Regions from separate parts of the Mus musculus genome. Here region 2 is linked to region 1. A link is a contact called in public Hi-C data. All regions are on one chromosome and are shown on one strand. The core of a region is the stretch at or near the end of the contact, and the rest is flanking DNA. Distances in the headings are between cores, read along the strand shown. Region 1 has its middle 7.9 kb from the start of Gm29684. Region 2 has its middle 22 kb from the start of 5730420D15Rik.

Region 1 (6,560 bases), core at 1,067-3,566:
TGCATTTTCCAATGGTCTTAGGTAACCCCTGTGAAAGGGTTATTTGACTTCCCAAAGGGGCCACGACTCACAGGTGGAGAACCACTAGTGTGGAGCATGGGGCATCCCTCAGTTTGCCTGACTAGCAGTTGTGGGTCGTTGCCTCTGCATAGCATCAGCAGAGGATCATACCTCTCATCGCTGGTCCAGGATAAGATACACATTAAACATTCATTTTCAGTTTTTTTAAAAACTGCAATGTATTGCTTTCCATAATCATAATAAGGTAGAAAAATAGAATGCCAAGCTATCACTTAGTTGGGGATTTCTTGAGTTGGAATCTTATTTAAGATTTTTCTTAGAGTTTTCTGGCTGAGAAGCAAAAATAGATCAAGGTCTGAAGTCCCAGTGACCTCTGCTTTCCATAGGGCTGACTCCTTGTATCAGCAGGAGAAGGCTGTCACCCTCCTATCTAGATATCTCTAAACAGACCTCTCCCCATACTGCTACATTATTTCTGGTAGCACCTATGAGTATAATTGGGCCATGGTTTATATCACAACACATGAATGGCCAGAAGTTTGGGTCCATGGCCAATACAATCTTATGAAAAGAACTCCATCTGGTCACCCTACATGTTTCCAGCATCATTTGCCAAATTGGATTTGTGATGGTTAAGCTTCAATGCCACCTTGGCTGGAATCGCCATATAAGCATACCTCTGTGCTTATGTGTCGGAGAGTGTTTCCAGAAAGGTTTAGCTGGGCAAGAATGATGTCACTTGACTGTGAGTAGCACTGGGCTGGATGATTGCAAAAGAGGAAGCAAGCTAAGGAACAGAAACCAGCCCTTACTTCTTTACTGTGTACACAGTGTGACCATCTTGCTCTAGCTGGCATGCCTTCTCTGCCATTATGAACTCTACTCCTTAGAACTTTTCCTTAAGTTCCTTTCATTGCAATTTTTTTCTTTTACAGTAACAAGAGAACAGCTAATATACAACTCCCTAACACTTCTCAAAAATATCTGTTTCTTCTGCAGTGCTCAGTAACTAAGATACTGATCTCATCAACATCCCAGAAACCTGGGTACCGCGTGCATCCTGGACCACTTCCCTATATAACCCTCATACTGAATCCAACACAGAGTCTTGTTGATCTGATAAACTTCTTAAGGGAGCTCTTAGACCGCTTTCTTCTTTCTCATGTCTGGCAATATGACCTGGACTAGACCATGACCGTCTAGAGTATGAACCACAGCTACCACCTCATGCTTTTGTTCTTCTTCCCATCCTGTATCTCATGCTCCAAATCTGCAGGGTTTCTGGGATACACATGCCCAGAATCATGATCTTTCTAAAATGTAAGTTACCATCGTATCCTCGTTCTTAAATCTCTGATGATCCTTAAGTCTCTAACACAGTGTATAAGACAAGTCTCTACCTGAGTATTCAACCATCTCCACTAGCCACACAGAATCCCTTTCAACTTCCCAGACATACATATTCTCTTCTGGCCCTTCCCATACATTCTCTTCTCTGCAGGAAAGGAAAGCAAAACACCCTGTGATGGTTTGTATATGCTCCACCCAGGGAGTGGCACTATTAGAAGGTGTGGCCCTGTTGGAGTAAGTATAGCCTTGTTGGAGTGTGTGTGTCACTGTGGTTATGGGCATTAAGACCCTCATCCTAGCTGCCTGGAAGTCAGTCTTCTGCTAGCAGCCTCCAGATGAAGATGTAGAACTCTAAGCTCCTCCTACACCATGCCTGCCCGGATGCTGCCATGTTCCACCTTGATGATAATGGACTGAACTTCTAAGCCTGTAAGCCAGCCCCAATTAAATGTTGTTCTTTATAAGAGTTGCCTTGGTCATGGTGTGCATAGTAGTAAAACCCTAAGACATACCCCACTAGCTCCCCATCTTTGGGGCCTTGCTTTAGATAACACTTGAGCCAGGAACATTTTGCTGAACTTCCAACACTGGCTTGGATACCCTTTGTTGAACTCTCCCAGGTACCCTGGCCTACTTTTATTGTAGTTCTCACCCTAACAGAGAAGCCATAACTCTTAGATGGCTTGCCTGCTTTTCCCTATCAGAGCTGGTACGTGACTCTATGTGTAGCCTTTGTAACTTGGTCACAGCTGACTAGGCACTCAATAAAATCTATGTTCCCAACTAAAGTGCTCAGAGCACCATCAACCTTCCAGCAGAAACATTAAGAATCACTACCAGGAAAGCACGTGTTTGCTCAGGAGCAGCAGGCTCACAAGTCAGGTCATGCTCTGACGATGCTACGCACTGGCTGCGAGCAGCAGGGTAGTCGCTAACTGCCCGGCTTCCTAGAAGTACACAAGGTTTAGAATTTGTTTAGAGAAGTTGTGAAACAAAACCCTTTCTATGTATCTGAGAACATTCTGTGTTTCCTTTCATTTCTCCTTGCCAGACTGATACGGTTTCATAACTTTATTTTAGGGCCACTGTATCTCAGTGTGACCCTTGCCCTTTAACCATTAATAGGCCTGCATGGCTGGCACGGGCATTTCCTGCGGGCATGTTTGAAGAGGAAATGTTGTTTAAAAAGCACCTCTGTACCTCGTCTCAAGAGAAATGTAAGAATTTCATTTTTTTCATTTTAAATCAACAGCTTGACCCCACTTTTGCCTGAAGGCAAAACTACAGGGCCTTTGTGATCTCAGCCTCTGGTTAAGACAGTGTAATTATTCTGGCTCCCTGTGTATTTTCTCTCCTTTACAAAATAGAAGTGACTATATTTGATACCCCTTGGTATGAAGTGACAGAAACCCTCAAAGAATGCAGATTCAAATGTTAACTTACCCATGCCTAAGCTTGTGTGGCCTTAAGCGACCCAGTTGACCTTCCAGAGCTTTAGCCTTCTCTGCAAAGTCAGAGAGATAGCAGCCTCGCTCGTGCCTCACTCCCCACCTTGAGCCTGAAAAGCACTGGATAATGTTAACGTCCTTCCCAAACCTGCTGCTCGCCATGCCATAGCATATGACAGTCCCCATGGAAGCTCTCTGGACTGAGGTCATTTTCTGTGATAAATCTCCGCTGGGAGCTGTAGTTGCCAGGCAGCCTCAGTGTCCATATTCAACAGGTAAAGCTCCAGGAACTCCTAGTACGATGACTAGGGTTGTCAGCTTTCTGCTCTCAAAAGAGCACTCCTCCTTGTAATGACAGAGAGTGGCTCAAGCCCCACTGGGAATAAGGGGAAGCAAAGTCACATGAAGGAAGAGGAGGGAATGAAATATCCAAGGGCAGAGAGCTAATACACTCTTGAGACCAAGGTAAGAGGCAAGGGTCCTGGCCATCTTGGTGTCGACCTTGCTTATAGATTTATGTGTCCAAAGACTGCTTTCCTATCTTGCCTAACACCTTGATCCCACATATATGACTCACAGCTAGTATCTCCTTTTTCGTTTTGGAACCATGTGGAGAAGTCAGCAGCTGTTGTTATATACCTATTTTCCAGAAGGCACAGCCAAGGAGTGTATGCCTGAATCACACTAGCCCGTTTGAGATGGTGCTGGATTGAGCTTGAGGAAGTGCTCTATGCTCAAGGCTCTTCCTACCACACTCTCTCCCCTCTCACACAGTTGAAGAACAATATTCCAATCAACCTTAAAGAAAGCCTATGCGTGGGAGCCCTTGCTAATATCACAAAGGACAAAGTACCAAACTGGGATTAAAAGGAAGAAAGAGACAGAGAAAGAAAGAAAGAAAGAAAGAAAGAAAGAAAGAAGGAAGGGAGGAAGGAAGGAAGGAAGGAAGGAAGGAAGGAAGGAAGGAAGGAAGAAGCACCTATATTCTATTTCCAGCCATTAACCTTAGGAAAGAGTGCTTTCTCACCTCTGCAAAGAGCAGGCAAGTGACACATGTCACTTGGGCTTCTATTTCCCTGGGCTTCTGTTTTTTTTGAATGTGGACCCAAAGCTCCTTTACAACACAAATGCCCATGGCATGGAAAAAATGTCTAGAAGATACATCTGGAAGCTCATCACAAGTGCAGCAGTAATTACATCTCTAGCCTGTTCTGCCCACCATGCCTGGTAGCAAAGCCTAGCATGCTACCTCATGGCTTTTTAGAAACAGGTTACACTCAACTTCAGTAACTATTCCATAGCTCAGTTTCCTTGTAGGAAGAGCAAGGATGGTAACGGTTTCTGGACAGGACAAAAGAGTTTTGAACTCATTCTTGCCTCCTCGCCATTACAAGGAGATTAAGTTGGTGATCTGGTTGGCCAGAGACAGAGTCTTGTAGTCAGCAGGCAGGGATGCCCTACCTAAGAACAGTGCTTTGTTCTGTGTAGTTGGCTGGTAAGAATAGTCATTTCTTTCAGCATCTATATCTGTCAGGCAAAGGCCTAGGGAGGGAACTTCCCCTTACTTTGTCTTTCCCCAAGTTATCTCTTCTAGACACTATGTATCTCTTCTAGGCACAATGTGTCTCTTCTAGACACATCATATCTCTTCTAGATACAACGTATCTCTCTTCTAGATACAATGCATCTCTTCTAGATACAATGTATCTCTTCTAAAGAGTACAGTGACCTAAGATCCAGATTTAGGGATCTAGTAGTAAGAAATTCTGCATCTATTTGTTGTGTTGTCTCTCCTTGAACCTACAGTCCTTCTAAACAGCCTCTGAGTTGCTGGGGTCACAGATGTGTGGTTTTCTGTTAGTCCATGATTAAGACTTGGATGGATGCACTATTCATTAAAAGCAGTACTTTCTCTTTCGACTCACTTCTTCTGCCTGTCACTAGAGACCTATGATGGCCAACCTCTCAAGTGGGTTCCTGACATATCCCTATCCCTAGTAGTCATGCTCTTTGGAACAAAGTGAAGTTGTGTGGTCAATGGAACTTGGCACAGGAAATGACATGATGCCTTCAAAGTAAGCTATGCATGGTCCCAAAGTTCCTCCCACGGCTGATCTCTTCATTGGATCACCATGACTGGGAAAGTCAGTTCCTGCATCCGGACAGGTCTAATACAGAGAGATACAAGTGGCTGCCTTTCTAGAACTTTCTCTTCCTTGTCCTTATATGAATACTTTGCTCTTTGAAGCTGGGGATGAACTGTCTTCTCTTCAAACCCTCAGTGTCTAGCATCATACCCGGTACCTACTTACTTTGCAATTTAAAAAGAAAAAAAGCATAATGTTATGCATAGCCTCTAGTCATACTTCCTATTTTCAATGTTTTAAAAGTTTCTTTTTTTATTTTCAGTAGAAAGCTAAATGTAGCAATTCACATTAAATTCCATGGGCATTTTAGATGGCCAAATAAGTAAGTGTATGTAGAAATCAAAGACGAATGTGCTAGGTTTTACAGAGGCGTTTCCATATTTGTGTCTGAATTTGCCCTCACGGTTTAGTTCCCTGTGAACCATAAAGTGATTCCTTCTGCTTTTTCATAAGCTCAGTTAAGTTACCCTCAAGGCTAATAAAATTATACTCTATTGAGCTGACTATTTTGGCCCCATGGATACAGCCATTCCAACTCTCTCACTATTGCCATTTGGGTCTGTTTTCACTCATTTCTGAAGCCTCCTGAGACTGGGAGATATTGATTCCAAGGACCAAGAAGATCTCTAAGAACCAGGAGAATGAAAAAAAACAAAACAAAACAAACAAACAAAAAAACCCGCAGAGGACAGCCTGACATTGTTTGTCTCCTAAGTCTGGGTTCTCAGAAGTGAGCTAACGCTGGGCCTTGGGCCCAGGAAATCTGGTTTGATCTGGATCTGAGCATTCCCCTTTCTTCCCTCAAAGATAGAGCTCCGAGCCGGCATGGTGGCGCACGCCTTTAATCCCAGCACTCGGGAGGCAGAGGCAGGTGGATTTCTGAGTTCGAGGCCAGCCTGGTTGACAAAATGAATTCCAAGACAGCCAGGGCTACAAAGAGAAACCCTGCCTAAAAAAAAAAAAAAAAGATATAGCTTGAAAACTGATCCATGCATCCACTTACAGCGGCTTGAAAAGGCGACTCATAAAACTCGACAGTAGCTTACGAGCCTGGGGAGCAATACACATGACCTAGGGCTGGTGAGATGGCTCAGCAGTTAAGAGCACTTGCTGGTCTTCCTAAGAACCCACACCTACCTATGTGGTGGCTAACTACCAAGACACTCCGGTCCCAGGGGATGTGATGCCCTCTTCTGGCCTCTGAGGGCACTGCATACACATGGTGCACAGGTATGCAGAGGAAATACCCACACACATAAAAATTTAAATCAAAATATTCTCTAGGAGAGGGAGAGAGGGAGAGGGAGAGAGGGAGAGGGGGACGGGGAGAGGGGGACGAGGAGAGGGGGAGGGGGAGAGAGGGGGAGGGAGAGGGGGACGAGGAGAGGGGGAGGGGGAAAGAGGGAGGAGGAGAGAGGGAGAGGGAGAGGGAGGGGGAGAGAGGGAGAGGGAGAGGGAGGGAAGGAAAGAAGGACAGAAAGAAAGAAAGAAAGAAAGAAAGAAAGAAAGAAAGAAAGAAAGAAAGAAAGAAAGAAAGAAGGAAAGAAAGAAAGAAAGAAACTTACAATTCCCATGAGGGTCTTCCTGAGGTTGT
Region 2 (6,560 bases), core at 1,808-4,307, 290 kb after region 1:
TAGTGTCAGTTTTATTAAAAGACATGATTGATCACCGGTCATTGTGTTAGCTTTCTGTTGTTGTAACAAAATAGTAGCAATAATGACCTTGATAATCACAGTTTCAGAGCCCTCAGTCTGTGAGCCATGGTGACTGTGTGACAAAGGAAAACTCCTCACCTGGTGACAACCAGAGAGTAAAGAAAGGAGAGGTGTCGGGTTGTTGATATCACCTTTGAAGGCACATTCACTAATGAATTAACTTCCTCCCAGTAGGCCCAACTTCTAAAAGTTTCTACAACCTGATAATGCTTCAGTCTTGGGACCAAGTCAACATATGGCCTTGGGGAGTTGCTTAAGATTCCCAAACTAGAACAGTCATTGAACGTACGTAGCCTGCAGCCCCTTTCTTCCCTAGGGACCAGGAAACAGAACTTTTTCATATTTCTCTCTCTCTTTCTCTGTCTCTCTGACTCTCTGTGTCTCTGTCTCTCTTTGTGTATGTTTGTATGTGTGTGTCTGTGTGTGTGTCTGTATGTCTGTGTGTCTCTGTCTCTGTGTATGTGTGTATGTCTGTCTGTCCATCTAGGAACTACAGTAGATGTGTGGATGTCACAAAAGCAAGCTTGAGTTGTCAGTTTTTTCCATCCACCTCCTCCTCAGGTAGACGGTGATGGAACTCAGATCATGAGACTCAGACACCAGCTACATGGATGCTTCTCTTTGCAGTCATCAGCCGTGCCCTCAAGACTCATAAGTCAAAGTAATGAGGGTAAACGACCATTGACTGTACAACCGTGAGTGGGACATCTATACCACCCCTTCCAAGACTCAGGGACTATCACAGAAGAAGGGACGGGAAGAATGTCAGAACCTGAGGAAATGGGAAGCCACTGACCTCTGGACACAACTTGGCTGTTACACTGTTGAACTCACAGCAGCTATGGTCATCAGCACAAGATGTTACAAGATTGAACCTGCTGGCATCCGTTTTAGTTCGAAGTCTATCATAGGTTGTGAGAGTCAATGAGGGAGGGAGAAGCATTTTCTTCAGTGATGTAGTCACCTGTGAGATGCACACAGCCCTGTAAATGACTCCCACCCCCACTCCTACAAACAACCCTAACAGGAACTCACTGGGTCATAAAAAATAAAGAAAAAGACATTGAAAGCAAGGGAGAAAGACAAGAGGACGACCATGATTAAAAGACATTGCGTCCTCGGGAGGCAGAGGCAGGCGGATTTCTGAGTTCGAGGCCAGCCTGGTCTACAAAGTGAGCTCCAGGACAGCCAGGGCTATACAGAGAAACCCTGTCTCGAAAAACCAAAAAACCCCCCAAAAAAAAAAAAAAAAAAGACATTGCGTCTTTATGCATGCAAAGATCATAATGGCACCACTGCTGTATATGATTAATACATATGTTAGGGTCCAGGAACCGCCTCACAAACCACGTGACTATGATCTCAGTCACACAGGGATAGTTAATTGAGCATACACCCCAGGACTGGTCAACCGGGGCCATGGTCCAGATCTTACAGGGTTTTTTAAGCCCAAATTCCACAAACATCTGTGCCAAGTTATTCCACCAATCAGCATTTAGGGATAGGGGTTTCCTTAGGAACATGTCTTAGTTGTGCATTAATCCCGCTCCCACTGACTGGGATATTCAACTGTGGCAGGGGACTTGCCTTGTCTAATATTCATGTTCTAACTTGTCTGTCAGGATGGAACTTGTCTAACATTCATGTCTGAACTTGCCAACCAGGATGTCAGTTACCCATGTACACATCTCTTTCTGCCAAATAGGATGTCAGTTCCCAGGGAGGTCTTGGGAACTTAAACTTGGGAACTTAGACCACTACTCAAAATGGAAGTCTTATTCCAAAACGTTTCTTCTTCTGGTACAGGTGTCTCTCTTATGTTGGGGTCCTTCCCAGGGGCAGCTTATACATAGGTGCAGGAAGGGCTCCTGGGTGGTTGGTCGGGTCCAAGCTTATTTGTAGGTAACTATACAAAACAGTTCTACTGACTTCTGTCGTGATTGGTTTTCAAGAGCACAGTACATAACAGAGTGTGAAGACCATCTTGGCATTAGAGTTTCCTAGTAACAGCAGAAACATGTGGGAAAGTTTCCTTACAATGGCAGGTTATTCAGGTATCAGTCACCTAGGCCTTAACACTTACCCAGGCCTTATTATTTCATTTAGGCCTTAATAGTTTACCTAGGTCCTAACACATACTTGTAAAAACAAAAACAAAACCTTTAAAAACAATTATTTGTAAAAGTGTGTGATGTGTTCTGCGCAGGGGCAGTTTGGTTCTGAGTGCTTTTAAGCTTCGGTTGGTTGAATCAGCTGATGTGAGCTGAAGGGCTGTCTATATTTTTAATCCTCCCCAACTCAGAAAAACCAGCTGCAGCTACAGCCACCTCTTCATTGAGCTCTTCCTCTGCTCTCACCTTAAATAGTTTTTTTTTTTTTTAAATTACATTGACTTTCTTTCTGTAGGGGACATGGGCTGTACACTCAAGTACCCTGGTGCCCATGTGGGGGCCAGAGGACAAGTTAGTGCTCTCCTTCCACCACATGGATTCCGGGATCCAACTCAGTCATCAGTCTTAGCAGAAGCACTTTTACCTACGGAGCCATCTTGCCAAAGCTCACTCACAGACTTTAAACCCCACCCCCACCCTGGAGCCTGTCCTCAATATAACACCTCTTCAAAACCTTCCTGAGAGCCTAGCTACAGACCTCCTGGAGTTTCTATGTGCCCTGTAAGTATTTGTGCGTCTAGTGTGGGTCTTAATGACACTGGGGATTTCCTATGACTTAACCCATGTTTTCCTATGATACATAGCACTTCACAGACAATGCCTTGCACAGACACATCTCTCAATAGACTTTGTAGGGTAAGCATCATATTTTAAAATCATTTGCAAGGCTAGGCAGGGACAGATTCTACCCTCCTGTCCCCAAAGCCTGGTGCAGAAAGAGGCCAAATCTCTGACTAGGAGGATGAGGGCAAAGGACTTGAGAAACACAACACAAACAGGCTGAGAGGCAGATGTCGCCAGGTTATCAGAGACATAGAAGGCCTGGGGTATTTTCGCTCTTTCCAACTGCTCCGTCCAATCAAGTTAAACAGTCCCAACGAGTAAATAAATGTGGCAAAGTTAAACAAATATTTTCTTGCAGCTGGATTGGCGCGCTCTCTGTGCGGGTTCACGTGGGGGAGAAGCAGAACGTTCTGATTAAATCAGCTATCGCCATCAAACGATTGTTTACAGATGGCCTGTCATAGGTCCTGTTGTTATCTCTCAAGTGAGAGTTCTTGGTATTGCTGAAAGGATTACTCTCAACAGGAAAACCCCAGGCTCCTTAACCTAATGTTCTCTCACCTTGTTATCAAGTGTGAAAACAACAACAGGTCAACCCTACACTCCTGCAGACTGCAGGGGAGAGGAAAGCAAGACCCTGCAGTCTGTAGGGATCCCTGTCCCACAGAGTGAGGTGTGCGTTGGACACTGAATTTCCTACTGCCCTCGTTTCTCGTGTGCTAAGTACGCAGCTTGCCAGAGGACTGCCGTGTCTTGCTTCCTGATTGGAAGAAAGATAATATTGCTCCCCTACGGTGTGGCAACCATGGTTCCTCCCACATGAGAAGGTCTTGGTGATCCTGTGAGATGCCACCCTCCTGGGATGCTTTGCTTACGTATCAACCATCCAGAGGGAGGGAGGGAGGGCAACCTTGGACAAAGGTGGACAGCTGATGGTGGGGATGGCATGGATCATATACATCAAACAGTAGCTGCTGAGTTAAACATGCTGACCCCACTCCTCCTCACCTCTCGATGAGGTAATACCCGTAGCATTTGCGTTTCGCATAAGAATGAAACTGGCCTAAGAGATCATTAATCACTTGCTCACACAGACATTCCAAGTGGCAAAGGTAACTTTCATACCCAAGCAGTCTGGCACCAAGGCAGAATTATACTATATTACCTAATGTCCCAAGAATTACTTAGTAGCTTAAGTGTACCCTATGTGCCAGCAGTGCGGCCAAGTTTTTTTTTTTTAATGTATTCATCTTTAATCTTCATAAAACCCATCTGATGAGTATCATCATCTTCCCGAAGCCTACGAAGATTGAGTAACTTGTTGGTGGTGAACAGCAGTGAGGGAAGGAAGCAGGTGTCCGGGCTGGGCAGTACATGCAGGCTTTTCTGCTCTTGCTGAAGGGCACAGTGAGCCCTGAGGACCCGATACACAGGACTATAGATGAGACTGAACGCAGATTTCTTCTCCCCACAGCAAATACCTAACAAGATGCCCAGAGTCTAGTTTACAGACTCTGGCATTTCCCCACCCAGCACCCCCTTCCTTCTGGAAAAAGCACCACCATTTTCTTTTAGGGAGTGTTGGAGTTTGTTAGTGGTCACTATCATAAATTCCAACCAATCAGTGACTCAAAACAACACAGATTTGGAATCTTACAGTTCTGGAACTCAGAAGTCCAAACAGGACCTCACTAGGCTAGCTTGAAAGGTCAACAGGTCTGTGCTAGTGTGGAGTGTCTTCCCTTTACCTCTTTAGCTTTTAGAAGCTTCCCGAATTCCTTGGCTATAGAGCCTCCCTTCAAAGCTGTCTTAAGCTTAAAGTAGCACTTTTTTTTCTTTTTTTTTCTTTTTTTTTTTTTTTTTTTTTTTTTTTTTGACACAGGATTTCTCTGTCTAGTCCTGGCTGTCCTCACTCTGTAGACCAGGCTAGCCTCAAACTCATCTTCTGCCTCCTGAGTGCTGGGATTAAAGGCATGTGCTGCCACCACCTGGCCCACATTCTCCTCGCTTTAAGGTCAGTTGATTGACAGCTCTATGCCCCTTTGCCATGTGACTCTCAGGCTCCAGTGATTGGGGAAAGATGTCTGTGTGGACTCTGGGGCACTACTCTGTTTCCCATGGGGAGTTTCCCTTTCGTACCCTTACATCATAAATTCTAGGTCAGAAGATCAACTCAGAGGGTACAGTGGCACATGTCTGTAATCTCAGAATTTAGAAAGAGGAGGCAGTAGGAATATCAATTCAAGGTTATCCTCAGCTATATATCTTGTTGAAGACTAGCCTGAGCTATCTGAGAATCTGTCCTTCTTTCTTTTCTGTCTTTTTTGGGGTGGGTGGGGGAGACTCTCAGAGGATGGCTACGTGACTGACTAGAGTCCATGGGGAAAACGGTTCTTCATTCCCATGAGCCAGGTTGACAGGGCAGAGACAAGGCATCTTCCTCAGCAGCTGGGAATACGTCCATTCCAGTTGTAAATGCTTGGGACTGTCCTTTCTGCCTGTAACTACCATGCCTAACATCACCCAAATATCAGGTGCATCTCACTAAAATACAGGTTTGCCTACTGTTTCTCCAAGGAAAACCCTGGAAATTACTTTTAAAAAAAGAAACTATACAGTACATGACTTATTATATTTATAACTAAATAAAGTATCCTGGGGTTAGCTACCATTGTGTGTGTGTGTGTGGGTGTGTGTGTGTGGTGTGTATGTGTGGTGTGGTGTGTGTGTGGTTTTAACATTTGTGTGTATGTGTGTGTGTGGTGTGTGTGTATGTGTGGTGGGTGTGTGTGTGTATGTGTGGTGTGTGTGTGTGTGTGTGTGTGTGTGTGTGTGTGGTTTTAACATTTGCTCAGTTATTTATTTTGAGTGGGATGGGGGCATTGTGGAGATACACTGTATAAAATTGTGTCTCTGTTGTTCCTCACCTATGTAAGGCATTCTTTGATTGACTTTAATAATAATAAAAAAAAAATCTCATGGCCAATTAGCTGGGCAGGAAGTGGATGGTGTGACTTCCTGGGATAGAGAAGAAAGAGAAAAACCTCTTCATCAGGAGACATGAGAGAAGATAAAAGTTACTATGGGCCTGGAAGGTATAGCTAGGCACTTGACTGGATGGGGCTAGATGGGCAGGTTAACTTAGATGAGCGAGTTAAGAGTCTGCCCAGCTAGCTGGGCAGTGGGGGTGCACGCCTTTAGTCTCAGCACTTGGGAGGCAGAGGTAGGCAGATTTCTGAGTTCAAGGCCAGCCTGGTCTACAAAGTGAGTTCCAGGACAGCCAAGGATACACAGAGAAACTCTATCTTGAAAAACCAAAAAAAAAAAAAAAAAAAAAAAAAGAGTCTGCCCAGCTAAGGCCTAAAGCTTTGAAATATTAAAAGGTTTTTGTGTGGTTATTTGGGGGGGAAACTGGTTAAGGAATAATTGCCACTGTATTAATTTTCAGTGTTAATTAATATACACAGAATTGTAATAATAATGTAATTCACAGGCTTGCATGTACACTTACAAGGATGTGGAGGTCAGAAGACAACTTGAAGGAGTTGGTTCTCTCTTTCCACCACACGCATCCCAAAGACCAAACTCACTCAGGTTGTCAGACTCAGCAGCAAGTGTCCCTCCTGCCAAGCCAGCTCACCGGGTCACATGGATATTTTTAAGCTGATGACCAAGATCAGAAGTCGCTGTGGTCAAGTTCAGGGGTAAGCTATGCCCCTCCCATTTGCCTGCCTTCCTCTTCCT

The links. Hi-C and Micro-C count contacts between places; a contact is called where the count stands out from the background.
Region 2: a contact with region 1 is called in a Hi-C map of liver, with 2.3 times the contacts expected there. The contact joins two enhancer-like sites. A contact is called at or near these places in 3 of 39 promoter capture datasets (the SN4741 cell line, embryonic stem cells and liver), 9 of 484 Hi-C or Micro-C datasets (the G1E-ER4 cell line, the HPC-7 cell line, bone marrow-derived macrophages and 2 more), 4 of 115 datasets of contacts at active chromatin or transcription factors (embryonic stem cells, kidney, large pre-B cells and 1 more) and 1 of 9 other capture datasets (embryonic stem cells).

Annotation. Positions count from the first base shown.
Region 1 is chr10:95,150,470-95,157,029 of GRCm38.p6, forward strand. No RefSeq gene overlaps it. Among named protein-coding and RNA genes, the nearest start is that of Gm29684, 7.9 kb to the left of the region's middle. Within about 2 kb of position 2,317, at least 71 of the 459 cell types and tissues checked have an H3K27ac peak or open chromatin away from gene starts, as enhancers often do. A contact at or near this core is called in liver, where this site is marked.
Region 2 is chr10:95,435,969-95,442,528 of GRCm38.p6, forward strand. No RefSeq gene overlaps it. Among named protein-coding and RNA genes, the nearest start is that of 5730420D15Rik, 22 kb to the left of the region's middle. Within about 2 kb of position 3,058, at least 22 of the 459 cell types and tissues checked have an H3K27ac peak or open chromatin away from gene starts, as enhancers often do. A contact at or near this core is called in liver, where this site is marked.